Linked DNA regions of Mus musculus: region 1 is linked to region 2. Evidence: chromatin contacts called from public promoter capture Hi-C data. All regions are on one chromosome and are shown on one strand. Each heading gives the region's core, a stretch centred on a gene start, on an enhancer-like site or on the middle of the called end of the contact. The rest is flanking DNA. Distances are from core to core; before and after follow the strand shown. Region 1 has its middle 16 kb from the start of Sult3a2. Region 2 holds the start of Trdn (triadin).

Evidence for each region. Promoter capture Hi-C pulls out the DNA fragments that hold promoters and counts their contacts.
Region 1: a contact with region 2 is called in a promoter capture Hi-C map of embryonic stem cells, with 2.1 times the contacts expected there. The contact joins the enhancer-like site here to the promoter of Trdn in region 2. A contact is called at or near these places in 5 of 39 promoter capture datasets (cranial neural crest, embryonic stem cells, hippocampal neurons and 2 more).

What each region holds. Positions count from the first base shown.
Region 1 is chr10:33,795,808-33,800,076 of GRCm38.p6, reverse strand. No RefSeq gene overlaps it. Among named protein-coding and RNA genes, the nearest start is that of Sult3a2, 16 kb to the right of the region's middle. Within about 2 kb of position 2,651, at least 6 of the 459 cell types and tissues checked have an H3K27ac peak or open chromatin away from gene starts, as enhancers often do. A contact at or near this core is called in embryonic stem cells, where this site is marked.
Region 2 is chr10:33,081,858-33,086,334 of GRCm38.p6, reverse strand. It overlaps Trdn (triadin), which reads right to left and starts at 2,852. Exons shown (of 38, transcript NM_029726.2): 1 at 2,590-2,852. The coding sequence starts at 2,611.

The DNA.
Region 1 (4,269 bases), core at 1,402-3,901, 710 kb before region 2:
TCTTTTCCTTTTTTACAGATGTTTCACTTGTCCAGATTTAATAGTTGAATGCTTTTGTTGGAAAAGCTTGCCACCAACCTAATTCAGGGTGAGAGGGGTCTTTTTTGGAAGTGAAAAATATCTTTAAATTGAAAATTTAAAAATATCTTTTCAAAATTTGAAACTAAATATACTTCAGCATGTGTGGATAAATATACCTACATCCCCCTTTCTCTTTATATATAAATTGATGGTTTGAGTGTATTTTTAGATCATACAGGAAATTCACTTTAAGTTTCAGCTGGCCAATTGCAAGCAGCTTTTAAATTTAAATCACAGTAATTCTTTTTTACTTTTATTAGATATTTTCTTTATTTACATTTCAAATGTTATCCCCTTTCCTAGTTTCCCCTCGAAAAATCCTCTAGACTCTCCCCCTCCCCCTGCTCCCCAACCTACCCACTCCCACTTCCTGGACCAGGCATTCCCCTATAATGGGGCATAGAACCTTCACAGGACCAAGGGACTCTCCTCCCATTGAATGACTGACTAGGCCATCCTCTGCTACATATGCAGCTAGAGCCATGAGTCCCTCCATATGTTTTCTTTGATTGGTGGTTTAGTCCCAGGGAGCTCTGGGGGGGGGGGGGTACTGGTTAGTTCATATTGTTGTTCCTTCTATGGGACTGCAAACCCCTTCAGCTCCTAAGGTACTTTCTCTAGATCCCTCATTGGGGACCCTGTGCTCGGTCTAATGGATGTCTGTGAGCATCCATTTCTGTATTAGTTAGGTACTGGCAGAGCCTCTCAGAAGACAGCTATATCAAGCTTCTGTCAGAAAGCTCTAGTTGGCATCTGTAATAGTGTCTGGGTTTGGTGGTAATCACTGTAATTCTTAGGTGCTTGCTTCTGCCTACCAAGTGCTGGGATTAAAAGTGTGAACCTTCATCTGGCTATAGATTCCTTATAACAGTTATCCCAGTTTTATTTGGTTCCATATTTCCTCTTACTTTTTGTTGTTAGGGTAAAGTTTCAAGTTCTTTGGTTGTTTAATCTATCATTCTTTCCTATCTGTTCTGAAATTGTTTCATGGCAAATTTTAATACTCTAGTATAGTTAAGTTAAATATGATGCCAACTTGTCTACTATTTCATTATTTTCGGACATTTCTTCTAACTTTCTTGTATTAGTGATAAAATTTTATGTCTTTGCTAACTTTTGCTAGGTTTTCCCATTTCTATTCTTGCTTCCCATGACCATATATCTTTGCCATTTATATGCCATCTAGTGGCTTTCCATTTTGATAATTATATAGCTATATAATTGGACATACACCATGAATTAGAGCAGATATTTCCTTTTGCTTTCCTAGGTGTTTGTCGTATACCTAATAGTGCTTCAGTGATTTTGTGAGTCCTTCTTCAGTAATGGCCATTCCATCTTCCAGTCTATAGGCTGGCCCTTTCCTTTAGTGGCATTTCCATTATCAGTAGCTGATGATCAGTAAATGATTCTGTAGCTAAATGTTGTAATACGAGAAAAACCCAACAGAATTTCAATTTACTAGAGACACATGCTAGGGCATTGTCAGTATTAATTTGTACAGGTGTTTCATAATAAGAATAACTTCTAATAAACTTGTAGTTACAGACTCAATCTTTTCAGAACGTTAAACATTTGATCATTGAAATCCTGAATACATATCCATGGTATAGGGCACATATTTTAATTTTCCAAACTCTGCAAAATGAAATATATGCTTTTGTCAAATTTCATTTCTTTGGGTACTTTTTGGGTTACTTTCTACAGGTAAAATGGGGTTTGGTTATACAGAGGACTACTAGAAAATCTTATAGTTTCCTTGACTTGTTTGCAAGTGATAGAAAAATCCCTTTTTAAACCTTTGCTGTTAACATGGTGCTATTCATGAAATTGAGAAGCTTCCAGTACATTTAATGCTAGTAGCTGATCAGACTTATCATTATCTATGCTAGAGGGCCTAATAGACATTATTAGATCTGATACATATTATATACAATGGATGATTTCTCCTTATTTCTTGTTGTATTTAAGTAAGTAGTTGTTGGGGCCCGCCTGTGGCTCTCATGTCCGGGTTCAAGCCTGGGAGGCAGCCTGGAGCTGAAAGAGAAGAGGGGAACTAGGCGAGTTGAGAAATAGTGGAACCAAGACAACTAGTCTGCTCAAGGTTCTAATGTTTAATGGCAGACATGCTTTATAAAGGAGGGGGTAGGCCCATTCCCGCGAATTCATCCTTGGAGCCCAGCTGTAGGTGATCATGTGTAGTCTCTGGAATAGCTAGGCCAACTTCCCAGCAGGTAGCAGCGACAGTGGCTGAACAATAGTGATCTAGGGAGGCAGGCTCCACCCTAGGTAATCTCCCTAGTGGCAGCAAAGTCAAGGTCTGGTTCAGCCTACTTCAGGCTAGGGGGGGAGGTTACAATTTTCTCCCTGTTATTAATATTAAAATAAAAGCTGGACTGAGGCATAAAATTTATTTATGCTCTATAATTCTGCCTGATTTCTTTGGGCCTAGTGAAGAAACCTGTCTCAGTGGGATTCTCTAACTTTTCTCATGGTAAACCCTTGTTTGGTTAAGACTGCCTACTGTCTTTAGTGAACTCTGGAGACCAGGCCTGAACTGTTGGCTCCATCTTTTGTAATGCTTAATTAATTACTGAATAGGTAACTTCCTTACTGAATTCCTACTGAATTCCAAGTTGTTGGCTTCAAGGTCTTTCTAGGACGTAGGAACACTGGTGAAGGCTAGCTATATCAGAATTCAATCTTAAAAGGCACTTATAATAAGATAATACTAAAAGAGAGCATGTGGATCCATACACCAGACTAACACGGGAATACAGTAAGAATATCTGGGTTATGAGAATGCCAAAGTTCCAGGATGTGAGTTTCCGTGAAACTCTTTGCCTCGTGAGTGCTCCCAGGCTTCTTGGCCTGCCAAGCAAACTTCACTGGCATGTGCATAGCATTCTCTCTCTTTCTTATATTTCTGCCGAAGTTCCGGAATGTCCTGTCTCAACATAGCTACAGATCTCAGGAGTGCTCTAAAGATGAGTGGAAACAACGATTTACTAATAAAATAATGCCAATAATAATAGCAAGTAGGAATATATATTGAACCCAATCCAGGGGATTTAATGCACTTAGGTTGTTTTTTAAATCTCTGGCCAATTCATCAATGTTCCAAGTGTCCAAGTGACTATTGCTAATATCTGAAATTTCTGCCTTTCTAGCCTTAATGCTATGTCCTGCCCTATTGTTAAGACTACTACTTTTAAGACATTAACCTTTGCCTCCAATCTTTTACATGCCTCTGTGGTGTATTATTAATAAACCACGGCCTCTTGGCATGTACCTCTGTCTAGATTGATATGATTCCGAGATCTGGTTGTCTGTCTTAGACTGTCTGGCCTTCATAGCAAACTTTATTCCCAAACCAGACCAAAAGCCACAATATGTACTAGAATGCTTCTTGAATGAAGATTAATAACTGCCACCTGCACAGTTGGAGTTGGAGGCAGGGATGCACACCTGCTGCAGTCAAGCTGAAGGGCATTGACTGATCTGCTTGAAAAACAAAGCTGAGACAATGAAAGGCAACAGTACGAAAGCTTTTTTTTGGGGGGGGGGAGTCCAGGTACTCCATTCAATTGCAAATTAGCAACGATCAAGCTTTGACTTAGAGCTCCCAGTGTGGGGAAGCTGGCCTTGAGAATTGTAGAAAGTCTGCAATCTTTCTGGGAGAGGAGGTTGTGGTCCAATTTAACTTTGTTAAGTAATTAAGAATATTTTGCTATCTTCCCTGGAATTCTCTAATACTGGAATTATTACTAGACCAGTTCAAGAACGAGTCAGAATAACCAGTCACATTGAAGGAAAGAGAAGAATCACCATAACTCTTTTTATATGACTAATCTTTCTAAGTCCGATTACACAGTTTCTGATGTTCTTTTTACCATAAAGTTAAAAAGCTTGAAGCAAGGCAGCTTTGCTTGTCCAAACTGGAAAAATCGCAAGCAAGGATGGGTCGAAAACATTTACCCAATTCAGCTTCCTTGTCACTAAGGTCAGGGCACTGAGCGAACTTACCTGTCAGCTTGTCACGCAAATTAGCCATCATGCTTCTTGCAGCATTCTGTGAAGAAAACCTATGCTTTTACCTTTCCTTATAAGGATCAAGCCACATGCCAATAAGTAGATCCTTTTAAGATACTATAAGGCACTTATTAAGTTCTTCGACATCCAAATTTC
Region 2 (4,477 bases), core at 1,603-4,102:
CAATAAAACTGTTTCACATCGATGTTGAGAGGGTTAAGTGGGCATTTAAGAAGTCTGATATCTTAAGACTCCAGACAATAAATTGACTCAGTATTATCACTACCATCTTTATCATGGCTAGAATAAAAGTTGTTGTTTCCATAAAGTCCTTTGGGGTTCAACTTTGATTTCTGTTTTACCTAGTGCCTATGCCTGGAACACATTTGACATGGAACATGGTTTTCTTTTTTTTCATTGAATGAATTATCCAAGTTGAAGTATCAATAGAAAAATATATGTGAAAGAGTCAGTAAGTTTGGTAGTTGTGGCATGTATTAGAAGTAAATAAGCCAAGGTGTCAACCTGTGAACTTCCAAAATTAGCAATGGCCAAAGACTTAGAGTTATTATGATACCAGGCATCCAATGAATCACCCTTGTTCTTCCTTGGTCTAAATCTTCAAAATGTTTGCTTTTCATATTCAGTGAGTAAAAGATGAGATAGATAAATGCTATGAGGCTACTCCTGCAGTGTTTATACTTCAGGGATTTGCACAAAAGTGGTGGTAAGTGAAATACAGCAGAAGAAAGAAAAGACAACTGAAGGCTGAAAGAACAATGAGAAACAAGACCTTTACAAAACATCTCTTTAATGAAAGGCAAACAAGAAAGAATGAAGAAAGGTTGTTATAGATGAGAAACAAAGAGTGGGAATCACAAGGTAAAGAAAAAGTGTCAAATCCTTTGGAAAACTGAGGAGACTGACTATGGTAATAACCACAGATAACACAAATTCATTGAGCTGGCAATCTAAGTTTCTCCTGACAAATAAACAGATCATTGCAAAGAAGGAATAAGTACAACACTCATGATCACATGGTAGAGACCCTACCTACTCCGAAGACCAGACTATGGGAAATGATGATTATCCAGAAAATTATATGCTGTGCTCACGTAGTCAACTCAGATTTTCTCAGTTGCTGTTTTATGGGCCCTACCACAGAGGCTTCACAACATCTTCAACTCCCTATGGGTACAAATAATTCTATTTCAAAACAACAGTCCTTTAATAAAACGTGCTATGGATCAAGTGCAAATGCATGTAGGACATGCACTGTAATCAAGGAGCACGATTGGCCAGCAATGTCTGAAATTAGTGGCAGCCTAGGTTCCAAGCACAGGCTGACAGGAATGCCCAGAGGTTTCTTAATACCTTGTACAGGAATAAGCAGAACACTTTTATAGACAGATCTTTTCAAGGCCAACATAAGGGCGACATGACACAGAATGTCCAAAGTATAGAAAAAAAAATTATAATATTATTTACATTCAGTTAGCAAATTCTGAACTAAAACTGGCAAACAGTAAATTTTATATCCTCTAATGGAAAAGAGAAAACACAGGCTGGCTTCAAGGAGCTGATACCCAATCTTGACTACAATTTGGTAATGGGAAGTCATGGAATATCTGAGTAACAGGGTTTTTTGTGTGTGAAATAGACATCAAATTGCTACTTAGTGGAATGGTGTGAGGTCTCACAAACGAAATGTGCATAAGTTTCTAAACAAAATACCTAATAAATGGAAATCTCTCAGTAATATTGTTATTAATTTGTGGTGACAGGCTATCTCTGTAACTAATACAAGCAAGGCATTTTTTTTCCTCACAGATATTGCCTAAATCTTCAGGGAAAATTATTTTCTTTACATAGATTTCTACCCACACAAAAGATAAAACAAATAGATTTCTATTTTACAGTCTCGTTAAAAACAAAATGACATTTAACTTGGAAACTGTCAAAAGTACCACCTGCCTTATGTACTTATTGCTGTCAGAGAGAATGTTAAGCGTATCTTCCATAGTTTTACCTCAACTAAAGCCAGACTGTATTATTTTTAAAGAATTACTTCATTAGTAAGACGGGTGTGAGTGTTTGTAGATTTATTATAAGTGTATAAATAGAAAATATGTTAATATAAATATAAAACACACTACTTATAGAGAAACAAGAAATGAGTTTACAAAATAACTAGATTTCTAAGAGTTAAATGCTTTATTTTTAAAAGTTAGACTTCTCTGACTTTCTGAAATTTCTAACTTTGTCTTTGAGCATTTGTCAATGGTAAAATGACTATGATTCTTCAGGGCACTTCTATCTGCGATGCATATAAGCAAGCTGTGCACCCTAGCTGGAAAGAGAAGACATTTAAGAATTCAAATTTTAAATACTATAAAGAAAAGATGCTCCAGATCATATTTCTAAACTGACACATCACACATAATATTCTGATTTTTTTCCATCTCCATCCTCACATGTCTTATAATTTTTGTCTTAAATTTTTTGCCACCATGTCCTCAGCTATTTATAGAGGTGAGGTGATAACGGAGAGGGTAGTGGGGCCTCTAGCATAGCAGAAAATACTTTCCACACGTAAAATTCCCGATAAATCTCCCCTTGCTCCCTCAAACACACAAATCTGGCAACCGCTCAGCTTCCAATTTCATTTTGCAGATCCTGTGTAGACTCACAGAACTAATTAACTAGAAGCCAGCTGAAGCCTATAGCGTCCCTGAGGCTGTTGATTTACATAATGTCCCCAGGCAACAGTACCTTCAGCAGTGATCTCAGTCATGGTGGGTGCAGAAATCAAGCAGGTGAAGAGTTCCAGTCAAGTGGCACTTTGCAGAATAAGGTAGGATTAGAGAACTCTGGTAGAGGGGTATGACAAGGGCTCTTCCTTTTCCTGGATTTTCTGGCTGATTTTTGTTGTCTTGTTGAACTTTGCCTCTTCTCTGCAGAGTTCTCCCCCTGGAAACAACCTAAGCCCTTTCCAAGCAGTACTTGTGGCTCAGCTAAAAGTATCAGCTTCAAACAAAAATAGCCTCATCTGCCTTGGACTCTTCAGCACTTTTTTTTTTTTTTTTGGCACTCTGGAGGAACACACACACACACACACACACACACACCAACTCTCAAGCCCTAAAGATACAGGCAAATATAAGTAAGTAAATAAATAAAAGCAAATAAATAAAAGAGGAAAACAAAGCCAGAGTATCTAGAAAGTGCTGTCTAAGCCCCCGCAGTGTCTCTGATATAATTACAGATTGGGGATTGGTGTCAGAAAACATAAAATAAAGAGTTGAAAGTAATCTTACCCTAGATAGCTCAGATTTATTCTTAGTGCCTCTAATACTCAGAACATTCCTCTCTCCCTTATTTGGCTAGGGGAGGATCATGTAATGTCTACCACAGGCAGAGGGGAGGGCAGTTGTTAGTAATTTTTCTGTGTTGGTTTGTTGTTGTCCCAAATCCTCTAGTCAAGTGCACTTATATAGGGCTACACTCAGAACTGAAATTTGTAACTCCTGGCCATTCTTTTAAGCTAGTCATGTTGTAAAAAATTAATATTTTTAAATATTAGTCAATAAGAAGCATGTAATGTGACAATAAAAATCAATCTCTGAGAAGTATGCCGTCTCAGGGTTTTATTCCAACACCTTATTAAAAACAAAATATCTGAATTCATTTCAGCAGTGAAAGAAAGAGAAGGTGAAATAAAGTTTAGAAATCCACTGTTCACATTTTAGAAATGGATTTCACCATTTCCCTTTCCGAACTTGAAAGAAAGGAAGAAAAAAAAATCCTAGCAGCAGCTAACAATTAGCTAAATTGCCTGATTAGCATTTCACCTTCCCACTTCTAGACAGGTGTTAATGAGAAGAGAAATATTCAGTAGTTGGTGGTTGGAAGGGGAAGGAGAATCAAAGGGCATTGATGATCATAAACTTTAACCAATCTGAGAATTATCAAGGGCTGGCTTTCCTTATCTTTTATTTTCATCTCACATTCAACTTAATAAAAGCTTGCAGTTTTGTCTCTTTGCCTTAACTCACTGCCATTGGCTGACAGAATCTCTTGAATCTGTAGGCAATTCTTAGTTTACAAAGCACAGCTCTATCTTCTGTTTTAAAATGAGGCTCAGAAGAATGATGTGACAGCTATTTGCATAGACAATGACATCCTACATGTCACCAGCTGTCTTCATTGGCTGCCTCAATTTCATGGCACAACAGAAATTGCATAGAAATCAGCTGAATAAACAAGTCAGAACTCTTAGTTCAGACGGGAGGAAAAGATTCCAGGTAGACTCTTAATGTTATACAGAGCCCACAACTAGCAGCTGGGACTGGACTGAGATGATTAACATTGATTACAGTGCTCATACATTACCTGAGAGCTAATGTCCTCTTGCAGGCAGTACTGATTCCAAATTAAAGGAATCACTGCAAATAAAGACCATCCAAAAGGCAAAATGATGCCTTTGGAATACTGGGTTAATCTAGAAGTGTTCCCTGAAAGCAGAGTTCACCTCACTGTGGTTCTCTCCTGTGGTTATTTGATAACAATAGCTCCCAAAGGCTATGTATTTGAATGCTTTGCTCCTAGTTGATGGAACTATTTGGGATGTATTTGAATGTGTGGCCTTGTGGGAGGAGGC